3 separate regions of the Oryctolagus cuniculus genome follow, and regions 2 and 3 are each linked to region 1. Evidence: chromatin contacts called from public Hi-C and Micro-C data. All regions are on one chromosome and are shown on one strand. The core of a region is the stretch at or near the end of the contact, and the rest is flanking DNA. Distances in the headings are between cores, read along the strand shown. Region 1 overlaps PRR5L (proline rich 5 like). Region 2 has its middle 120 kb from the start of TRIM44. Region 3 holds the start of FJX1 (four-jointed box kinase 1).

What was found. A called contact is a pair of places that touch in the nucleus more often than the background predicts.
Region 2: a contact with region 1 is called in a Hi-C map of an unstated tissue, with 2.5 times the contacts expected there. The contact joins two enhancer-like sites. A contact is called at or near these places in 2 of 6 Hi-C or Micro-C datasets (ear pinna and an unstated tissue).
Region 3: a contact with region 1 is called in a Micro-C map of ear pinna, with 11 times the contacts expected there. The contact joins the promoter of FJX1 here to the enhancer-like site in region 1. A contact is called at or near these places in 4 of 6 Hi-C or Micro-C datasets (ear pinna, embryonic fibroblasts, skin fibroblasts and 1 more).

What each region holds. Positions count from the first base shown.
Region 1 is chr1:29,552,224-29,554,923 of mOryCun1.1, forward strand. The region is part of intron 8 of PRR5L (proline rich 5 like); the gene reads right to left. Among named protein-coding and RNA genes, the nearest start is that of TRAF6, 23 kb to the left of the region's middle. Within about 2 kb of position 1,273, at least 1 of the 8 cell types and tissues checked has an H3K27ac peak or open chromatin away from gene starts, as enhancers often do.
Region 2 is chr1:30,201,128-30,203,827 of mOryCun1.1, forward strand. No RefSeq gene overlaps it. Among named protein-coding and RNA genes, the nearest start is that of TRIM44, 120 kb to the right of the region's middle. Within about 2 kb of position 1,429, at least 1 of the 8 cell types and tissues checked has an H3K27ac peak or open chromatin away from gene starts, as enhancers often do.
Region 3 is chr1:30,374,861-30,377,645 of mOryCun1.1, forward strand. It overlaps FJX1 (four-jointed box kinase 1), which reads right to left and starts at 1,270. Exons shown (of 1, transcript XM_002709052.5): 1 at 1-1,270. The coding sequence starts at 988.

The DNA of each region.
Region 1 (2,700 bases), core at 23-2,522:
AGGGTTAGTTTTAGTCACCTGTTTTAATAAAGCAGTAAGGAAAAGGAGGGAGGTGGGATTTTTTAATATATCAAAAAATTACAGGGCCAGCGCTGTGGTGTAGCAGGTAAAAAGCCGCTGCCTGCAGTGCCGGCATCCCATATGGGCACCGGTTCGAGTCCTGGCTGTTCCACTTCCTATCTAGCTCTCTGCTGTGGCCTGGGAAAGCAGAAGATGGCTCAAGTCCTTGGGACCCTGAACCTACATGGGAGACCCAGAAGAAGCTCCTGGCTCCTGGCTTCAGATCAGTGCATCTCCGGCTGTTGGGCCATCTGGGGAGTGAACCAGTGCATGGAAGACCTCTCTCTGCCTCTACTTCTCTGTAACTCTAACTTTCACATAAAATAAATAAATCTTTAAAAAAATTACAGCATTGAGCATCTCCTTAATTGGATAATTTTTTAAAAAATATTTATTTGAAAGAGTTACAGAGAGAGAAGGAGAGACAAAGGGAAAGAGAGAGCCAGCCTCCATCCCCTGGTTCACTCCCCAAATGGCCACAATGGACAGGGGTGGGTCAGACTGAAGCCAGGAGCCAGGAGCTTCTACTGGGTCTCCTGCTTGGGTGCATTCCACTGTTTTCCCAGGTGTATTTGCAGGAAGCTGGATCGGAAGTGGACAGGACTCGAACTGGTGCCCATATGGGATGCCGGCATCACAGGCTGCTGCTTAACCTGCTATGTCACAATGCTGGCCCGGGGCTTTTAAGAAAAGGGCCAGTGCCCTCTTAGATGGGAATCAGGTATAATACAACTTTGGCTCTTTTTAAAGAATAATGGGATAAAAAAAAAAAAAAACAGTTTTAGGCCTCTTATACAGACAGCAAATGAGCATGTGTTAACAATTTTATTTAACTCTTAATGAGGGAACAAGCCAGGTGTTATGACCAGTTCAAAGGAGAATCCAAAGAACAGATACGCCTAGACCAGAAATGTTGAAACAAATAGGCAAATAGAGGCAAACCAGCTCCTTTCACAGTGGAGGAGGGAAGTGAACAGGATGTAATTTTCATTGTAAACTAAGCTTCCTCAGAATAAGAATCAAGTAAGCCTGAAGGTACGCTCTAGACAGTGTCTAGTATTCCACTGAAGCACAAATTGTCCCCACACCTGTGGTGACGATAGTTCAATGCAATGTGTGAATGATGAACGGTGTACCCAGTGTCACCTAGAACTGCACTACCGTGTTAGCTGGTGTGAGACAGGAGCTTTTTATACCTCCTACAAAATGCCAAACTTGGAAGACCTTGCGTGGCAAGGCAGTAGAACAAGCCCATGTTGAATAAGACCCACATGGCAGTAGGTGGCAGCAAAGCTCTACTCCTCATGAATGCAGCCTTCAAAAAGAAATTTGTGAAACAGAACTAACCTCGAGTCCTTGGACCTTTAAGGAGTTCATAAATCCCCCCTGAGATGATACGCAAAAAGTTGTACTTGGTGAGTTTTCTGGAAATAGAGTCCTTAAATTTTGATGGAAACTGCGAAGCCCTTTGCTCAAATATTGGAACTCCCCTGTCCCAGTTGTGTTTGCAGGTTGGCTGCCAAATCAGCTTCAAGTTAGAAACACCTGAGGAGTTATTAAATTGACTAAAAAAAAAAAGCACTTATGTGGGGCCAATAAAGAGTTGAATGTCAGCAAACTCATGTAGTGTAAACTATATATACAGATTCCTGGTCACCCCTGCACCACCTCCGTACTAATACAGCTAAGGGGTGAATGAACATCTGACATGAGATGCCACATCCAACCTGAAAGTGAGGAAAATGGACTGTTGGGACTCCAGTCCATCCCAAGACTTCAACGTGCAACCCCTGTCCTCTGTGACCAATGATGGCCAATATGGCATTAAGATCATCGCCAGCACCCAGTTGGCTTTCTCAAGGTGTCGAGGTGTCTGAGGATTACCAGCCTTAGAATCTCCTAAGTTGCTTATTAAAATGCACATCACACACACCCTGAATTAGAGGCTCTGAAAGGGGTGCTGGGGACTCTGCATTCTCAATGAGGCATCCAAGGTGACTCGTATCTGAAGGGTGAGCAATCGCAGAAGAGAGGGAAGTATGGATAGAGGTGAATCCGCAACGTGGGAGGATAATTTATTGAGATGCTAAAACCATGACTCTTCAAATACAGAATGGACACATGTCAAAGGTTTTGTTCAAATCATTAATGACTGCATCGTTAGATGGTAAAGCTGAGTCTAAGAGCACTTGAGGAGAGTTTGTATAATCCACCAGGAAAAGCATTGTTAAAACAAAAAGGAGGAGTGGATGTTGTGGTACAGTGGGTTAAGCCACTGTTTGGGACACCAGAATCCCATATCAGGGTGCCTAGTTCGAGTCTCAACTCTTTCACTTCCAATCCAGCTTCCTGCACCTGCGCGTCCTTGGAGGCAGCAGTGATGGCTCAAGTCCTTGAGTTCTAAGAGGTTCGAATGGAGTTCCAGGCTCTTGGCTTCAGCCTGGCTCAGCCCCAGCTAGTGCAAGCATTTGGGAAGTGAATGAGCAGATGAAAGATTCTCTCTCTCCCTCCCCCTCCTTCTGCCTCTCTCTGTCACTCTACCTTTCAAATAAGTAAAAATAAACATTTTTTAAAATGAAAAAGAATGTTAGACTGAGATTGCTAGATTATAGATAAACAATTTACAGTTTTACAGGCTAA
Region 2 (2,700 bases), core at 179-2,678, 650 kb after region 1:
TCACACAGCCCCAGCAGCTGGTTTCAAGATGAGAATCTTGTCTATAAAGTTCTTTTCAGATCTATGCTGCATTTCTTTTTCTTTTTTAGATTTATTTATTTGAAAGGCTGAGTTACAAAGAGAAGGAGAGACAGAGAAGAGAGAGAGAGAGAGAGAGAGAGAGAGAGAGATGTCTTTCATTTGCTGGTTCACTCCCCAATTGGCCACAACGGCCGGAGCTGTGCTGATCCGAAGCCAGGAGCCAGGAGCTTCTTCCGGGTCTTCCACATGGGTGCAGAGACCCATGGACTTGGATCATCTTCTATTGCTTTCCCAGGTCACAGCAGAGAGCTAGATCGGAAGTGGAGCAGCTGGGACTTGAACTGGAGCCCATATGGGATGCCGGCACTGCAGGCAGTGGCTTTACCCGCTACACCGCAGCGCTGGCCCCTGCATTTCTTTTGAACCTGTAACACTTTCCCCCCATTCTCCAAAGTATATCAATGCCACGTGTTTTAAATAGTCCTCACAACCACCCCGGATTCGTGTGGAGAAGGAGCGCTTCCTTGTACCTCTTCTGCGCCATCTGGGGAGTGCCTGCTGTTGGTGTGTACAGTGACTGCGAACCTGGAAAGAGACAGGCTGCGCTGGCTACCTGGGCACAGATCTCAGCCCCAGCCCTTGGTTGTCATGTGACCCCGGGCAAGGCAGCTGCCCCCTGCCTAATCCTCATCCAGAAAAATAGCAGCATCTGGCGCATCAGGCTGCTGCGTGAAGACGGTCAGGCTTTCTCTGACAGAAGCGGCCTGATGAGGACACAGAGAAATTCAGAGTCTGCGTAGATGTGATTCTCGCCACTTCCTATCATCTCTTGGGAAAGCAGAACCTAGAACAGGGCTGTGTGATGGGAAGGTAGGTGTGCTTAATGAAAAGCACGCAACCCTCGATTTAAAGAAATTACAGTGTCTTTAGTTTTGAGCAATGCAATAAACCATAAATAGATACTAAGTTAAATCAGGCTGCTTGCTGACAAAAGAACAAGGTTGCATTGTATACATCTTGCACACGTTAAAGTCCTTTAATGCACACAGACTCAAACTGGTGCATTGGCATGGGAATTGCCAGCTCTGCCTTTACGAGCTGTGTGTCCTCAGGAAGCTCCCTTCACCTCTCTGAGCCTTGACTTCACTGGCCAGATTATGAGACTCATAGTTTCTTTCTTGTAACAAAGACCCAATGTGACACTGGGTGTGAAAGGACTTTGAAAACTGGTAGGCACAATACTTCTCTTAGGTATTTCGAATCATCACCCACCATAAAAATATATTCAAGGACAACATAAAGACTGGAGCTCTCAATTTGAAACACTGACTTCAGTGTGACCTACAAACACTGACCTCATGCTTTTTAAGACGTTGACTGTTTTCTATTACCTCACCTTTGGCCAACATGGCATCTTCCTTAGAGAACAAACAGCAACTGGTGAATAGTTTCAGCCAGAAATCTGGACGGCCCAAAGCTCCCGGATTAAGGTAGCTTTCTTTATGAATGTATTTTCTGGCTAAACATGGAAACTGGATTAAACCAAGCACTTCATTGTGGATAAGGAAAATCGATGCCCTGTGGGCTTGGCTGTTTATAGGCCTACTACAAAAATGGATGCATTATTTATACTTACAAGTTCTGCTTTCTCAAACCGTGGCTGTTAGCTCTTCACTTCAAGTTCATTCACGGAGCCATCACACTGCAAAGTCAGTTATTTGGGGTTAAAAGCAACTAATGTCAGACCCCTGCTGGCCTAGTGTGGCACTGCATGAGTGCATACAATCTACAATTCCTGTTCATGGAGGAATGGGCTACCTGGGCCAGAGCTGAGATACTAAGGATCCAGTCTGGCTTCCCATCATTTCTAGGTGTCAACACTAATCAAAAGGTGTGCCAAAATGGGGGCAAGAGGAAGAGAAGGCCCAACTGAACTTACAGAGGAGAATATTTTTTAAGTGGGGAACTGGGGATCCCAATCTCCCAATCTACCTGTTCTCCAAACTCACTCCTCATTGCTAAGAGCTTGTGGGTGACATGGGTTTTCGGTAGAGTTTTGTATTTGCTGTTGACTGCATGTGCTAGCCTCTTGGTGGTGCAGAGGTTTTCTCTGCAGCTTTTTCTTCTACCTCTCAAGGACAAGAAGGAGGGCGTATGAGGGGTCAGGAGTTTAGGCGTCATGAGGTGTCGAGGAGTTTAGGAGTATGTGATGTGGCCACGTCAATAGGAGGTGGAGCTTGGAGGCATAAGCAGGCCCAGAACTACAACTCTTTTCCTCTTGCCTTCTGTATGTTCACCCATTCTTTCATGAAGCTGGAAGAAAGTGCGGCCTGCCCCACTAAGGCAAAGTGGGGTCCAGGCAAAAGGAAGCACAGAGCAGGCCAGAAGCAGCAGGAAGAACCCAACAAAACAAGGACCTCCAACGAAGAGAGCACAGCTCCCATTCTGGGGAGGGGACCTTTCTTGGTGAATACCCCCAGCTTGTAGAAATCACCTGTCGTAGGACTGAAGTCAGAGGGTGGCCAAGCGGCTAAGACTCTGCTTCCAATCCAGCTGGTTTTGGCTACAGTGAATAGGTGACATAGTCCAGGAAGCACACCAAGGGGTTGGGATTGGGGAGTCATAGGATGGGGAAAATCATCCCCACTTTCTCTGCTTGAACCTGGCCTTGAAGATGTT
Region 3 (2,785 bases), core at 20-2,519, 820 kb after region 1:
CCCGGTGCAGGTTGCTCGTGGCGCGCTGCATGACGCGCGGGTCCCACTGCAAGCTGAAGAGGTTGCTTACGAGCCTGTCGAAGTTGGCCGTCAGGTAGTCGAAGAGGATCAAGTCTGTCCATTGCACCAGGTCCACCAGCTCCGCCTGGCTGAGGTTGGCCAGCTCGCCCCCAGCGCCGCGTAGGGGCCGCAGACGGCCGTCCTCCGAGCGCCAGGGCGCGGGCACCACCACGTCCGTGAGGTTGGGCAGCCAGCGCGTCAGGCTCACGACGCTGCCCTCGGTCCAGTGAGCCGCGCGCAGCTCCTCGTGCACCTGCGCCCACTGTGCGCCCCGCGCCTCCACCCGAGCCAGCGCCAGCGGCGGCACGTGGCGCTGGAGGCCCAGCAGGCGCGCCAGGTAGTAGGACAGGGCCTCGCCCTGGATCTGCTCGGGGTTGATGCCGTAGCGCACGCAGGCGCGGGTGCCGTCGGCGAAGCGAGCCAGTCGGTTGGAGCTGCGCCCGCAGCCCCCGCGCTCCAGGGCCACCACCCGGGCGCTGCGCGCCGCCTCCAGCCACGCCGCCGCCTGGGCCTCGGAGAAGCCCCGGGGCACCTGCTCCTCCAGGCCCCGGCTCCAGAAGACGCCCCCGTGCACGGCGGCGCTCTCCTCCTCCGGCCGGGACCGCCCGGCTGGCACGTGCCGCTTGCGCTCGCCCGGGGGCCGCCGGGGCGGGCCGTCAGCGCCGGCAGCCAGGGTGAGCAGCGCCCGGAAAGTTTTCAAGGAGCCGCCGCGGGCGTCCCAGGCCAGAGGCGGGGGCAGAGGGAAGCGAGGCGCGGGTGCCGGGCCGCCGATCCGGGCTGCGAGGCGCGGGAGTCGGTCTTCGGGCGGCCCCGAGGCGGGCGGCTCTGTCCGCGGCGGCAGGAGCCCGCCCCATAGCGCCAGCAGCGAGCCCAGCGCCAGCAGCCAGAGCCCCGCGGTGGCGGCGGCACCCCGCATCCTCCTGCCCATGCTCCTGTGGCCGCGCCGGTGCCGCCGCCACCGCCACCGCCGCCGCCGCCGCTTCAAGCCGAGCCGGGGCGCCCAGGTCCCGGCGGCGAGGTGGGCCGGGCCGCTCGTTGGCTCCGGGGCTTCGGGCGCCTCAGCCCCATGGCGGCCGCCGGGCGCTGCGGGGCTCTGTGCGGCGCTGGGAACTCGCCTCGCCGCCGCTTCCCAGCTGCTTTTGTATTTCGCTGTGAGACCCTCCGGCGGGCGCGATTCACAGGCGCCCGCACCACGTGGGAGCGAGGGGGATCCCCCTCCCCCTCCTCCGCCGCCACTCCCCGCCCCCCGCTCCCCCGCCCCCTTCCCGTCCTCTTCCCCTTAAAGCGGCGATGGCGCCGTACAAGCCGGAGAGACGGCCCTAGGCTCGGTCGGAGGCTTAGGGGTAGGAGGAAGCACAGCCGGCTGCGCCCGCGCTGGGGCTCCGAAGGGGACGGCGCAGGCTCGGCGTCCGCGGCGGGCCTGGCCCTCGCTGCGTGGGGTGCTCGCCGGGTGCTGGCCCGGGCAGCGTCCGGTCTCCCGCGAAGTTCCGCCGGACCCCCCACTCACCTCCCCGCACTCCGGGCGCAAGAGTCAGGGCGGGTCCCTATGCTTTCTCCGTTTGCGACAGTGAGGCTCACGTTGCCTTGTGTCAGCCCCCGGTAATCTCTCCGAGCCACCGAGGATGGGGCTGCAGGCGGGAAGAGGCACCCTTGGTGGCTCACAACTTTGCACCAGCACCCCCCTTTCTCGAGCGTGCTCCCCGCTCCTGGTCACTGCGAGCTTTGAGGTTGCGCCTCTCCCAAGGGACTCAACAGGGCTTGAAACCGCGCTGGGCACGTGGAATACCTGGGCTGGTTCCCAGTCATGGGTGGATCCCTCAACAAAGCCACTGTCCTGAGCTCTGGACACAAACGGTGTATAAACCCCCAGATCCGTTCCCAGGGCGCACCGTTATAACCTGGGACCCAACCTCGTGCTGGCGCAGAGGTGCCAGGGACGACTTCCCAATAGAAATGATACTGTTGTGCTCTCGAGGAAACCGAGGCACTGAGAAGGCAGGCTTGCTCCAGACCCCACGGTTAGCAAGTGCAGAGGCTCAAAGTCACGTTCAGGGGTCCTGGCTGCAAGGCACTTGAGAGACTTAACATGATTTAATCAAATCAGGATGCTTAGGTTTTCCACTCTGTCGCTTGTCAGTCCTGTATTCCCCAAATGTGATTTTCAATGAAACAAAAATAGCCCTATGTTGCATTTGATGTACTGGTTTAAGGAAAACAGAAGTGGGGGTGAGATGGGGGTTTGAGGTGCAAACAAAAACACCAACATATCTTCCAGCCACCCCTGGGTTCAGTCCTCCAGGAATGCACCTCTTGGAATTTAATCTGTTCTTTCCTTTCCCTTTCTGCCTCAGTGTGTCCCAGATCCAAACCTGGCTGCTCCCAAATGAGACACAGGTTGGGAAGGTAGGTGGAATCTGCCTGTTTGAAAGCCAGAGTTTGAAATCTGTTTCCTTCCCCTTGCTCTTTTTCTTCTTTGTATTCTCTCCATCAGGTGCGCAGGGGCGTTTCAATGGTACTACCTCAGTAGCTGGCCCTGATTCTCTTTAGAAAGAATGTTCTAGGGTTATAGGACAGACACTCCAATGTTTGTAGCTGAGCAGAGGCATCAGAAAACCGCATTTGGAGTCTGCAAGTGCTGACCCGGTGTAACCATGCTGTGTTGTCCCTGGTGTGGAAGTACATATGGGCCGAAGCGTGGGGGTCTTTTTTGAATTTATTCGCAACT